Regions from separate parts of the Sus scrofa genome. Here regions 1, 2 and 3 are each linked to region 4. Evidence: chromatin contacts called from public Hi-C data. All regions are on one chromosome and are shown on one strand. Each heading gives the region's core, a stretch centred on a gene start, on an enhancer-like site or on the middle of the called end of the contact. The rest is flanking DNA. Distances are from core to core; before and after follow the strand shown.

Region 1 (3,027 bases), core at 90-2,589, 170 kb before region 4:
CCTCTCCATTCACCACGTTTGCGTTCCCCCAGAGTAGGGAGCCAGCCCCCACCAAGTGTTACTGTTCTTTTCTGACCTGGAAAACTTAAGTGTCCTCCACCCCCACTCCTGGGCAAGAGAGAACACCTGCCTCATGCCACCTAAGGCCAATCCTTCCTCCTCTGCTGAGCCTCTGCTTCTCATTTGCAAGTGCAACTCATGAGTTATCCTGTTCAGAGGCTACTGTAATTGATGATATGGATGCCAAAGTGCTTTGCAAACTGTAATGTGATGGAAGGAAGGTGCATTTTAAGTGTTTTATGTGTTACTGCTTACCTATGACCTAGTTCCTTCATTCCTCACATTCATGTAATTTTATGGTGAATAAATTAATTGTCAGGCTATCAAGACGTTGAGACAGTGAGTGGAAAGTCACTAGGCAGCATGACCACTATCTGACACCACCATACAGATCAGCTTTTAATAGGGTCATTGTAGACCTGGGTTTGGCGTTCCCTGCCCATTGTAGGATATTTACCAGTCCCTGACCTCCACCCACTAGATGCTGGTAGCACCCCCTCACCCAGTGGTGACTGGCATGGCTCAGTATCCCCTGGACGAGAGGGAGGCTGAATCATTCTGGATGAAAACCACCGGTGTGGACAGATGAGGGCAGGACAATGCTTGGCACATGGCAGGGACTCAGTATGTTTTCATAATCATTGGATTTACAGCCAACTATTGGATTTGATTCCAGTTCTTCCCTTGAATGGGTGACCTTGGGCAGATAACTGAGTCTATCAGACCGTCTGTATCTTCTGGGAGACTGGGGCGGGGGTGCAGAGCGCGCAACCGAGGTGCAGGTGCAGAACTTGGCCTCTAGCGGCTCCGCGGGGGTGTGGGCGTGGCCTCAGCTCACGGCCGACACCGACAGGCCTCCGCCACCTCCCACTAGAGACTGAACAAGGAAGCCGCAGCCGCGCCTGCGCCCCGCAGTGCCTAGCCCCGAGCGCCTGGCCGCGCACGCGTCCCGCCGCGCACGCACGCACGCAGCACGCGCACGCCCTCGGGGCGGGGCCGGCGCCGCCGCCGGCGCGCAGGACTCCATTTCCCAGTGTGCCCCACTGCGACGCTAGCAGCCCTCGAGGAGAAAGGCCGACTTGCGGTTGCCGAGCTGCGGTAGCGAGGGCCCCGGCGGACGCACGCACGCACGCAAGCACGCGGGCGCACCCCTGGCCCCGCCCCCGGAGGCCCCGTGCGGGAGCGCGCCCGGGTGTGCGCAGGGCGGCGGCGCGGGCGCGGGGGCGCGCGGTGACCGTTGGCGCTGAGGGGAGGAGGCAGCGCGGCCGTCGCCGTTGCGCAGATCCGGGCCGCGGCTGTGGGGAGGGTGCTGGGGCCAGTGACCTTCCGGAGGCGGGAGCGAGCCAGGGGGCCCGGACGCCGAGCGCCGCCGCCGCCGCCGCCGCCGCCGCCGCCGCCGCCATGAACAACTCGGGCGCCGACGAGATCGGGTGAGGACGCGCCGGCCCGCGCCGCTGCTTCGGCCGGCCCCCGCCCAGACCCGCCCGGCCCGTCAAGGTCACGCCGCGGGGCCGCGCCGAGCCGGCTGCTGTGGGGCAGGGGGCTGCGAAGAGCGGAGGGAACCTTGGGGGCCGGACGCCCCGCCGCCTCGTGGCCGGGCACCCCAGACAGGAAGCTAGGGTCCGAGGAGTCTTGAGGGGGAGAGCGCCTTGCTACCTCGTGGCTGGGGGTCCGGGGAGTCGGGGGAGGTGTTCAGGAGTCCTGATAACCTCGTGGCCAGAGACCTCGAATGGAAACTGGGAGTCCTGAGGGTCTGGGAGTCCTGAGGGTCCGGGCGTCCCGCCGCCTTGTGGCTGGAGACCCCGAGCGGGACCCGGGAGCCCAGGGAGTCCTAGCGGTCTCAGCGCCCCGCTGTTTCCTGGCCGGGAACCCAGAGTGGAAACCTGGGAGCCCTCGCAGTCTTTTGCCGGGGGCGGACCCCTCCTCCAAGCTAGAGTTTACGGCTTGGCTGGCGGACCCCCAGTTAGGAACCACCTTGTCTGCACCCGGGCATGCCAGGGTTTCCCTTTGGGGGCCCCGTGCTCCTGTTTCTCCTCGGGGACCTCGAAAAGAAACCCAAGGGATCCAGGGCACCCCCAGCCCGTGCACAAACTTGGCGCGTCAGCGCACGTGGCGGGCCGGGGTGCGGGGGGATCCAGTTCTGCCGCCGCCCAACTTCTCCCTCCCGGAACTCGAGCGATGGTCCCCTTCACCATCCCCTGTCCTCCTAAGTGAAGGTTTGCAAACCGAAGGCTGAAGGCCAAGGTCATGGGGCCGATCTCTGGTTGGCACTCCTCGTGCCCTGTGGTGCCCACCGTCTCAGCGCCTCCACACCACCTGATGGGTTGTTTGCAACTGTTTTTTGTTGTTGGAGCCCCTTTCTGCTTTGCCCCCAGCTAACCCCCATGGGTGTGCTTAAGATAAAGAGAAAGGGAAACGGCGGTGGACAGACAGCTTTGCTTCAGAGGTCTTTCTCTTTGGTGCAGCTATTAGAGGAGGTTTGTTATAGCTAGGTTTTCCCTTTTAATTATAGCTTTGCCTAATGCTAAACGGGCTGTAGATGAGAGAAGTGATCCCAGAGGAACCAGAAAATCCAATTCTGCTCTGGTCTAGGGGTTTGGTCTAGTTTTCTTTGCAGAGACTGGCTCCTACAGCATCAGCGTAATTTTACAGTTAAATTCTGGGAAGATGGCAAAACAGCCTGGGCTGGGTTTCCGTGGCCTTGTGTACATTTTTCAGTGGCCTTAGCTTTGAACAGATGAGGTGTTTACAAAATGCTTGATTTGGTGAGTAAGTCATTGTTTGCTGGTGGGTGGCTGGCCTCACTGAGCCCCTGCCTGGCTCCAGCTGCAGGTTATACCAGAGGACATCAAATGTGATTTGTGGCCTCCCCACTCCAAAAACCCCCTCCCACTTAGAGGACCAGAAGGAAGGCGTTTAATTCCTGGCCTGGTTTCTTTAGGAAACAGCTCCAGGCACTTGAAGGGT
Region 2 (2,937 bases), core at 382-2,881, 210 kb after region 4:
GGCCATTCAAGAAATGAATAGCACAGGATGAACGCCCAAGAAGAGAGACCAGAGCTCCAGAGTTCAGAAGGCTGGAAGGCCATGTGGAGTCTGCAGACAAGTTGCTGCTGGGGGCATGGTCCCTCCCTATCTGTCCCAATGGTAAGGAGCATCACTCGCCAGGCCAGGCCAAGTCGGTCAATAGATGGATTGAAAACTGCACTGTCTTGAGTTGAAAAAGGACACCGGGAGGCCGTTGACACTCAGCTGGGGGTAAGGCACCGCTGGAAACTAAGGCACCTGTGGGCCAGGCCAGCTTCCCTCCTCAGGGGTAAGTTCCTGAGAGCAGGGCCCACAATGCACACAGCCCCAGGCCTGGCACAAATGTGGAGCCAGGCAACCAATGCTTGCATCTGGCTGGCTGTGAACAGTGGGTGGCAGGTGCAAAAAGTCAGGACAAACTTACAATGGAAATTTGAGAAAATGCTACCCCCTCCTTTTTTTTTTCTGGCAAAATGGGAGAACAAGCCCATTATTTAATCTTAGCAAGGGCGCTCCTCTTTGAAAGTTAAAAGGCTCTGAGATGGGGATTCTTTCATGGGGAAAGAGAGAGGATGCCGAATGAAGAATATGAGCCTGAAAGAAAAGGGGAGCCCAGTCCTGAAGGACAGGAGCCCCAGTGAGAGCCCGAGTTCCCCTCCGGAGTAAGGACATCCCTGCAAGCCTTTCCTCGCGGTGCCCCTCTTTTTGCCCCCATTCTTAACAGCTCAAGTCCCACACTCCCCACAAGCAGCGTGACCCCGGGCAGCTCTCACCGAACTCTGCCGCGACATTGATAATCACCACGGTACTGTAATGCTCAATCTAGAAACGTTCACTTGGAAGCCTGACCCCCACCCCAACACACACACAAGCAAGTGGATATGTTGGCACACGGCTCAACACACAGCCCAGGTTCCTAAGCAAGATCCTCTAGACTGCTACTGTAAACAAGAGAGGCCACAATCAGCGGCGCGGCGGCCGAAGAAGCGCAGAAGTAAACAAGGGCTGCCACGAGCACTCGGGGCCGGGGAGGCGGCGGGAACGGTTCCCCCGGCATGAGCTCGGGCCTGCCAACCAGTGTCGGCCGCGCTCCTTTCCCGAGCCCGGCGCGCTCCACCCTTGCGACGCCTCTAGGAGAACGGGTCCCTTCGTTGTTTACGTTTTGCACTCGTTGAAGCAGAGGTTTGCAGAGGTCGCTCAACGTGGGCCCCGGGTAGGTGGCCCGGACTTGGGGACACGTCGCCCGCGAGCGAGAGAGAAGAAGGTTGGGCGGGGAACTGGGGGCCAAGGAAGCCCGGGCGCCGGAGTGCTGAGCCCGGGGCGGGCATTACCTGCTGCGGGGGACGCCGCTCCGCCTCCCCCGGGTGCGCCCGGGCTCCGGGCCCCGCGGTGCCGGAAGTGGCAGTAGGGCCGCCGGCAGGGCCCCCCGGGCGCCCCAGCCCAATACGGGCAGTCGATGGCCCGGAAAAAGCCGGTGGAACGTAGCATGGTCCGTCCCGCGGCGGGGCCGCGGCCCGGAGCCGCCCGGGCCCACGGGCCCCTCACTGGCGCCGCGGTCGCCGCCGCCCGCGCCTCACGGACCCCGCTGCCGCCGCCATCTTGCTCCGAGGTCCCCGGAGGCCCCCGGGACGCCGCCGCAAGGGACCTCGGGAGCAGCTGCCCGAAGTGCGCCTGATCAGAAACACCTGCTCCCGCGGCCCCAAGGAGGGTCATGGACCCATGGCCCAGGACAGGCAGTCGCGGGGGTAGGGGTGGTGGGGGCGAGACGCCCTGCCTACTGTCTCCGGGAGCCTCGCCGGCGCCGCCGCCTGGCCCTCGGTGGCGGCAACAGCGCCATCTTGAGCCCCAGACCCCTGCGGCGCCTGGAGCTGTCCACGGCACGCCTGATCAAAAAAAAAAAAAAAGGCCCCCCTCATAGTCCAGCTGTGGCTTAGGTGCATTTAATTAGTTTTATTAGCACGTCTCCCTGAGGCGCCCTCTGCTGGTCAACACGAGTCCTGCGGGCGTGTCTCACCTGCACCTGGAGATCTGCACCGGAGTTACCCAGCTCAGGCTCTGAAACTCAACTCCGCCCGGGTTGACTTCGAATTAGTGCTCACGTTTTGCACTCGTTGAAGCAGAGGCTTGCGGAGGTCCCTCGACTTGGGCTCCGGGTGGACTCCCACTGGACTCTTGTCTGAAATCTCATCCCCAGGTCCACCAGCGGAACCCTATTCCGATTTACTCATTTGTCCACCAAATATTGACCCTAAACCGTATTTTATCTGTTCATCAGATAATAGATATTCAGGTGGTTTCCGCCTGTTTGTTGTGAATTGAGCCTCTGTGAACATGTGTGTATATGTATCTGAGTACCAGTTTTGTTTCAGTACTAGTTTTTCAAATGATGTAAATTTGTTTGTTGCCCTTTATTTAAATTGGGGGAGATGCTTCATAAAACTACAATTCCCAGCCTGCCCGCCAGCTGGCAATTGCCAAGGATCCCCGTGTGAGCACAGGGTGGGGGTGCAGTCTGTGCAGGTCATCTCCTCCCTCTCCCAGCCCATCTATCCTTACCTCAGCCACCTGGCCCCGGTGGCATTTGGGCCTGAGACCCCTCACCCCAGGGGTCTCTCGATGCCAGCGCCTCTTCCACCGCCAAGAGGAGGGAGGACCCCTCAGCCTGGCCCTGACAATGCTAGTGAGGTGAAGTCAGGTCACCCCTGAGCTTGCACTTACTAGATGCTTCCTCTGTACTCACTGACTGACCTTGGTTATTTACTCAACAAATATTTACCAAGGACCTACTATGTGAGTGCCAGACCCAGTGCTAGAGACATCAGTGAACAAAGCATAGATCCCCACCCTGGCAGTAGTAGCGTTCTAGAAGAGAGACAGCAGGAGATCAGTAAAGGAGATACTTAAGTACAAGGCCGA
Region 3 (3,413 bases), core at 784-3,283, 140 kb before region 4:
TTTAGGGCCGCTCCTGAGGCATATGGAGGTTCCCAGGCTAGGGGTCTAATCAGAGCTACAGCTGCCAGCCTACGAGCCACAGCAAATCTACTTTCTGTCTCTCTGGATCTGACTCCTCCAGGAACCTCTTGGTAGTAGAATCAGACAGTATCTGTCCTGTGTCTGGCTTCACTCACTGATGTTCTCAAGGTCCATCAACATTATGTGTCAAAATTTCCTTCCTTTTTTTTTTTTTTTGTCTTTTCTAGGGCCACACCTATGACACATTGAGGTTCCCAGGCTAGGGGTCTAATCGGAGCTGTAGCCACCGGCCTACACCAGAGCCACAGCAACGTGGGATCCCAGCCGCGTCTTCGACCTACACCATAGCTCACAGCAATGCTGGATCCTTAACCCACTGAGCAAGGCCAGGAATCAAACCCACAACCTCATGGTTCCTAGTTGGATTCGCCAACCACTGAGTCATGACGGGAACTCCCAAAATTTCCTTCCTGTTTAAGGCTGAGTTATATTCCAATGCAGAGGTGGACCACATTGTGTTTATCCATCAACCATGGATGGACACTAGGGTTGTTTCCAATCTTTTGGCTACTGTGAATCACGCTCCTGTGAACATAGGTGTGCAAATGTGTTCTAATCCCTGCTTTCAGTTGTTTGTAGCATTGCCTGGCCACATTCCACCACAAACACCTTAATGTACCAGATTCACTTTCTGATGGAGTACACCTATATAGTTCTAATCCGTTGTCCCATTCTTGCTATTATCCTTAAACATATTACATCTCTGTGTCACAACCCTAGCACTGCAATGTTACAGTTGCTACTTTTAAAATTTTGTCTGTTAAAGGCTGGCTGGTCCCTATCAGGAATGCCTTTTCTGACCATCTGTGTGAAGCCCGTGTCCACCGCCTCCAGACTTTCCTCTTGTCTCAGATATCTGTATAACCTTGTTCCTTATGTGGCAGCTTCGCCCACTGGGATGTGAGCTTCCTAGGGAAGGGACAGCCCTGAACCCCCCAGCCAGCGCCTACTGCAAACATTATTTGTTTTTTTTTTTTTTAGGGCCTCGCCGCACTCGCAGCATATGGAGGTTCTCAGACTAGGGGTCGAACTGGAGCAGTAGCTGCTCGCCTATACCACAGCCACAGTAACGCTGGATCCGAACCGCTTCAGAGATCTACACCATAGCTTGCGACGTCAGATCCTTTAACCTACTACGCGAGGCCAGAGATCGAATCATCATCCTCATGGTTATTAGTCGGGTTCTTAACTCGCTGAGCTACAACAGGAACTCCGCCCACTCTTCCTAGGTGGGGTTCGCTATGGAAATTACAGAGCACGAATATGAGTCTCCGAAAGGGACCGCGATGTAACCCATGTTTCCCAGTTGAGGAAAGAATCCCCAAACACTAGGCTACCGGCCCCATGCTGGGGATCTGAGCACCCAAGAAAGGCGGGGGCTTCTTTATTCCTCTCAGCCAGCACTCTGGCCTCCGGACAACAGAGGACGCCCGTCCTCGGCGGGAAAGCGGAAGTGCGTTCGCGCGCACGGCCGGGGGCGGGGCACGTGAAAGGCCGCGCGATAACTACGCAGGCGTAGCGGGAGTGTTCCTTTCCGAAGAGCCGACGGGATGGTGAGTGTTTGTGCTTGGTGTGTTTGTGCCGGATCCATCCGGTGCCATCCGAACTCTGGCCGCCTCGCGGGGGTCAGGATCGGGCTGCGCGGCTGCGGTAGCCTCCAACAGGCCTCCGGAACCGCCAGATATGGGGGCGCGGGGCAGGCCTGGTGGGGGTTGGGACGACCCGGGGCGGGGAAGGCCTGTGTCGGCCCGCATGTCTTAGGCGAGCCCCTGTAGCCCCGGGCCGTGCTTGCCGCCCTGCCTGGAACCGGCCCGAGAAGATCTGTTCCTGTCGGCTTTCGTACTCCAGAGCTTCGCGCGATTCTCGGCGGGAATTGCGGGCCCCGTGACCCCGCTGCATGGGTGGGAGGTGGGTGTCGGGGTCTTGCTTAGCCCCTTCCCGGGCTCGCGCAGGCGGAAGTAGAGCAGAAGAAGAAGCGGACCTTCCGCAAGTTCACCTACCGCGGCGTGGACCTCGACCAGCTGCTGGACATGTCTTAGTAAGTGGTGGCAGGAGGGGACCCGAGAACTGGGGTTGCAACTTAATCTGCAGCCGAGGTTGTAGACCCTGTGTAAACGAGTGGGCGGGGCTGCGTGCTGATAAAAGTTTATTTGGGGGCGTGGAGTGTGGAATCTAGTAAGAGTTCTGCTTGTTCTCTTTGGATATCGGCATCCGCTTGGACATGTAAAGGCTGTCTTAGGAGTTGCCCTTGTGGCTCGGCGGGTTAAGGACCTGACATTGTCTCTGCGAGGTTGCGGGCTTAATCCCTGGCCTTGCTCAGTGGCTTAAAGAGCCGGTGTGGCTGCAGTGTAAGGCCTGCAGCTAAGTTCCTTAACTCGGGAACTTCCATATGCCACAGGTGTAGCAGTTTAAAAAAAAAAAAAGGTTATTGTCTTTTGTTAGCGAACTTTACAGGCTGGAAGCTTAGCCAGGGTGGTTGCGTTATTCAGGCCCCCAGATGGGAAGGGAGGCTTAATGGTAGCCAGGGACAGTTTTTTCTCCTGGAGATACACCCGTGGGCCTGACTGGGAGGGGCCCACTTCTTGGAGGGCACAGCACAGGGCCCTGTTACTTGCAGTGCTCCTGGGTTCTTGAGGCCTTAAGCACAGCAATTTGCTTGCAAAGTTCCAGTCGTTTGGCCTCCTCATCTGATCCACCCCCCTTCCTGCCTCGGATTTCCTTGTTTGACATAGCAAAGTAGAGGTCCTTGAGCTGGAGGGCTTCATCCAGAGCCTTTGGCCTGGGTACTTGGTTCGTGAGCGGGTCAGGTGCATCGCTTTGGGGGCACTGCAGGAAACAGACCTATTAGTGGGTGGACCACGGGGACTGAGCCTCCAGTGCTCTGCCCCCAGCGAGCAGCTGATGCAGCTGTACAGCGCACGGCAGCGGCGGCGGCTGAACCGAGGTCTGAGGAGGAAGCAGCACTCGCTGCTCAAGCGCCTGCGCAAGGCCAAGAAGGAGGCGCCACCCATGGAGAAGCCAGAGGTAGTGAAGACGCACCTGCGAGACATGATCATCCTGCCCGAGATGGTGGGCAGCATGGTAGGTGTCTACAATGGCAAGACCTTCAACCAGGTGGAGATCAAGGTACGTGTGGCCTGTGCTGCCCTGGGGCAGGCCTGGGTGGGTGGGGGCTGGCCACCCACACCTGCCTGACCACCCTGCTCCCTTCTCTCACAGCCTGAGATGATTGGACACTACCTAGGCGAATTCTCCATCACGTACAAGCCTGTGAAGCATGGCCGGCCTGGTATCGGGGCCACGCACTCCTCCCGCTTCATCCCCCTCAAGTA
Region 4 (3,096 bases), core at 312-2,811:
CTCAGGTGTGTCTGAATACCTGACCCACAGAAACTGATAATCAGTGTTTGTAAAGCTGCCGGATTTGGTGGGCTGTTTGTTACACAGCAATAGAGAAGTCTTACAGGTTCCATCGCTGGCCTGTGCAGGACCAGAATTTGTACATGGGTGACCACCTCACTGGATCATCCTAAGCCATGTGCTTGGGGGTGTTGGGGTGGAGAGTGGAGGGATCAACAGTCCCGAGCCACCTGCAGCAACCCCTGCTCTTGGGGTTGAGGCCCATAATACTCAGCTTTGAGCCTGGGAGAGGTCACAAGTTACCGCTGCCTTTGGAACAGACTACGGGGCAGGTGTCCTGAACAGAAGGGGAATCTCCTCCCACAGCCCAACAGCTCTGAGATTTAATGTCAGAGAAGCCTTCCCTCAGGGAGGCCACCACCCCTTCTCATTCCTGCCACGCACAGGGAGGGAGTGGCCACGAACCTGACTTCTAAGAGGAACCAAAAGATGGAGAGGTGGTGATGATGCTGACAGCCCCTCGTGGGACTTCCTTACACCCTCACGACCTGTCCTTCCCCTCCTCGCATGAAGACGTGGGGTCCAGAGGTCCTCAGTTGCTGAGCACAAAGTCTGGGACACAACCCCCACGGTTCCTGGGGCTGGATCCCGCTTCTTGGCCTCTGGAAGCCAGCAGGGGGGGGACAGGGTTGCACTACACCCCCTTTAACATTTTACATCAGCCTCAGGCCGTGGGTCACATCGGTTTATTTTTTCTTGTTCATGGACTAGAACGTCAGACACGAAGGTTCCGTTTATAGCTGTGTCTCTGACTAGAAGCGAATACACTCAAGAATGCTGCCGGCTGCCGACGGAAAGAAACTCTGGAAGAGGTGTCGCGGCTCTGACCACAGGCAGATAGGAATGGACAGTTCCGGGGGCCTGGGCCGCCTGCGGGAGGGGCTGCGGGTGCTGCCGGAGGTCCCACTCGACGCCAGGGACGGCTTTTTCGTTTGTAAAGCCCACCCGAAGATGCCTGCCAGATCCACCATCCAGGGCCAGCCCCCACCCCTAACTCCTTGCCGGGGACACGACTGCCGAGTATAAGCCGGTTTCCTAGCGCCCCACGTCGTGGGCACGCCCATCCTAGCTGCCACGTGGGGTCACCCCAACACTACCCGCCTCTGACAAGTGCAGCTGTCGGCTTCATAACGTCAAACAAAAGCAAAGTTAGGAGCGTATATGGTCAGTTTCCAGGCCCCAAGAGCTGAACCGGGGGTGCTGGGCGCGGACTGGGTGGGCAGCATTACGGTCCCCAGGGAGAGGGGGTCGGGGGCCCTCCACGCACGTGTGCTCAGAACACACCGCGCCGCCGCTCCGTGCCTCTGTTTCCCCCATCTGGGACCCGGCAGGACACGGGGTCCAAGTCCGAGGGCGAGCTGCGTCCTTACCAGTTTCTGGCCAGCTCGCGGTAGCGCGGACCCAGGAACCTGCTCAGCATTGCGGCGCAGTCTTAGCTCAGGGTGACCCCGGCCCCCTCGGCTCGGACGCACTGCGCAGGCGCGACCGCCGCTGCGCGCAGGCCCTCAAGGAAGCCCCGCCCCGTCTGGGCGGGCTGACTGCGCGAGACCCGGAGCCCACCGCTGCAGGGCGCTCAGACTTGGAAGACATTTGCAATCGCTTCCGGGGAGGGTCTGAAGATCGCACACTGGAGTGGGCGGGCCTGGGGGCGGGGCTTTCTTGCCGCGGGACCCGAGGACGCCGGCCCTGCCCCTCCGCTCCGCAGGTCAGAGTGACTCCTGCTGAGCAGCCTCCAGCAACTAAGCGTGGCCCGCGACATTTGTCCGGTGAGTTTGTGTCCTTACTACATGCCAGAACTTTATTAACAGTTAAACCGAGGCCATACGAGGAAGAGTGTCGCAGAGGGGAAAGGAGGCGTTTTGAACTCCCTTTTGGAGGATTTAGGCGTTCTCACTGGACTTGCTGTCAGCGGGACCTTGGCCAGATAGCAGTGCTACCCCGAGCCTCCGAGCGTCGGTTTGCTCGCGCTGAGTTGTTTGTTGCTAAGAGACCCTGTTGTAAATTGTTTGCACGTTTCGTTTGGGAGTGATTCCTCACTCCGGCGGCAGAGGGAGGCCTGGCTCCTCGCATTGTCAGCACTTCAGGACACCTGTTAGCTGCTGGGACCCGGACAGGCGGCTCCTCCTCACCCTGCTTCCCGCCGCCCCAAGCTCGCCTTCTTCAGTCACCGCCTTTGGGACCACCAGTGTCGAATGCAGGCTTGGGTATGAGGACTGGACTCTGGGTTTGTCTGCCCATTTCGTCGCGTTCCAGTCCTTTTGGAATCAGCACCTGGGCACCCTCCAAGACTGCAGTTTCAGGGGCTGCAGGTTCTCACCTGCCCCTGGCCACGGGGGTGGGGGGTGGGGCAGAGAGGACCCGAATAAACCTCTGTCCTTGATGGACCCTTAACATGTGGGACATAGAGGGTGCCCTGAAAATTACAGAGAGAGAGAAATCTTGAGGCAGAAGAATATACCAGCCCAAAAAGATGAGCAGAGGTGGGTGTAGAGGCCTTGGCGCTGCAGGTCCTGGATCCAGCAATTTCTGAAGCTCTGCCTCATTGTTCCTTCTGCTTAATGCACTTCAGCTCATGATGCAGAATACTTTTCCTTTCAAGTGATAAAGAACAAAAGTCGGCTTAAGAGAAAAGATGGACGTTTAAAGGCATGTTGGATGGCTTCAGGCACAGGTGGATCCAGGAGTCTAGCACTATCATGAATCTTTCCCTCCATTTCTCAGCTCTTTTGTGTTGCTCTCACTCTCTGGTGAACTCCCTCTGAGCAGAGGCACCCAGAAACTCTGGGTTGACATTCCAGCAACCCTTGCAGGAAGATGGCACCTCTTTCCAAATAATCACAGAGAATGCCCCAAAGCTGGTTCTCATTAGCCTGCTATGGAAACAGGGCAGAATCACCCCCTCTCACATGAGAACATGGACTGAAATTGGGAGAGGATCCCCAAAAGAGAATACCAGGGTTATGTGACCAGAAGAGATGGAGGATAAGCCAGAATGGTTGGCTACCCTGGCACACCACTGGCTCTCTGCCCAGGCCT

The links. Hi-C and Micro-C count contacts between places; a contact is called where the count stands out from the background.
Region 1: a contact with region 4 is called in a Hi-C map of liver, with 2.3 times the contacts expected there. The contact joins the promoter of DAZAP1 here to the promoter of LOC100524239 in region 4. A contact is called at or near these places in 1 of 5 promoter capture datasets (liver) and 2 of 47 Hi-C or Micro-C datasets (heart right ventricle and liver).
Region 2: a Hi-C map of liver shows a contact between it and region 4, with 6 times the contacts expected there. The contact joins the promoter of REXO1 here to the promoter of LOC100524239 in region 4. A contact is called at or near these places in 2 of 5 promoter capture datasets (fetal liver and liver), 1 of 47 Hi-C or Micro-C datasets (liver) and 1 of 2 datasets of contacts at active chromatin or transcription factors (alveolar macrophages).
Region 3: a Hi-C map of skeletal muscle shows a contact between it and region 4, with 3 times the contacts expected there. The contact joins the promoter of RPS15 here to the promoter of LOC100524239 in region 4. A contact is called at or near these places in 1 of 5 promoter capture datasets (fetal liver), 1 of 47 Hi-C or Micro-C datasets (skeletal muscle) and 1 of 2 datasets of contacts at active chromatin or transcription factors (alveolar macrophages).

Annotation. Positions count from the first base shown.
Region 1 is chr2:77,068,796-77,071,822 of Sscrofa11.1, reverse strand. DAZAP1 (DAZ associated protein 1) reads left to right here and starts at 1,339. Exons shown (of 12, transcript NM_001244506.1): 1 at 1,339-1,490. The coding sequence starts at 1,462.
Region 2 is chr2:76,692,963-76,695,899 of Sscrofa11.1, reverse strand. REXO1 (RNA exonuclease 1 homolog) reads right to left here and starts at 1,631. Exons shown (of 16, transcript XM_003123002.4): 1 at 1,353-1,631. The coding sequence starts at 1,509.
Region 3 is chr2:77,043,369-77,046,781 of Sscrofa11.1, reverse strand. It overlaps RPS15 (ribosomal protein S15), which reads left to right and starts at 2,033. Exons shown (of 3, transcript NM_214334.1): 1 at 2,033-2,119; 2 at 2,973-3,207; 3 at 3,301-3,413. The coding sequence starts at 2,033.
Region 4 is chr2:76,901,684-76,904,779 of Sscrofa11.1, reverse strand. LOC100524239 (cytochrome b-c1 complex subunit 10) reads right to left here and starts at 1,561. Exons shown (of 3, transcript XM_003122996.3): 1 at 1,431-1,561. The coding sequence starts at 1,480. It overlaps TCF3 (transcription factor E2-alpha), which reads right to left. Exons shown (of 21, transcript XM_021084225.1): 19 at 1,431-3,096.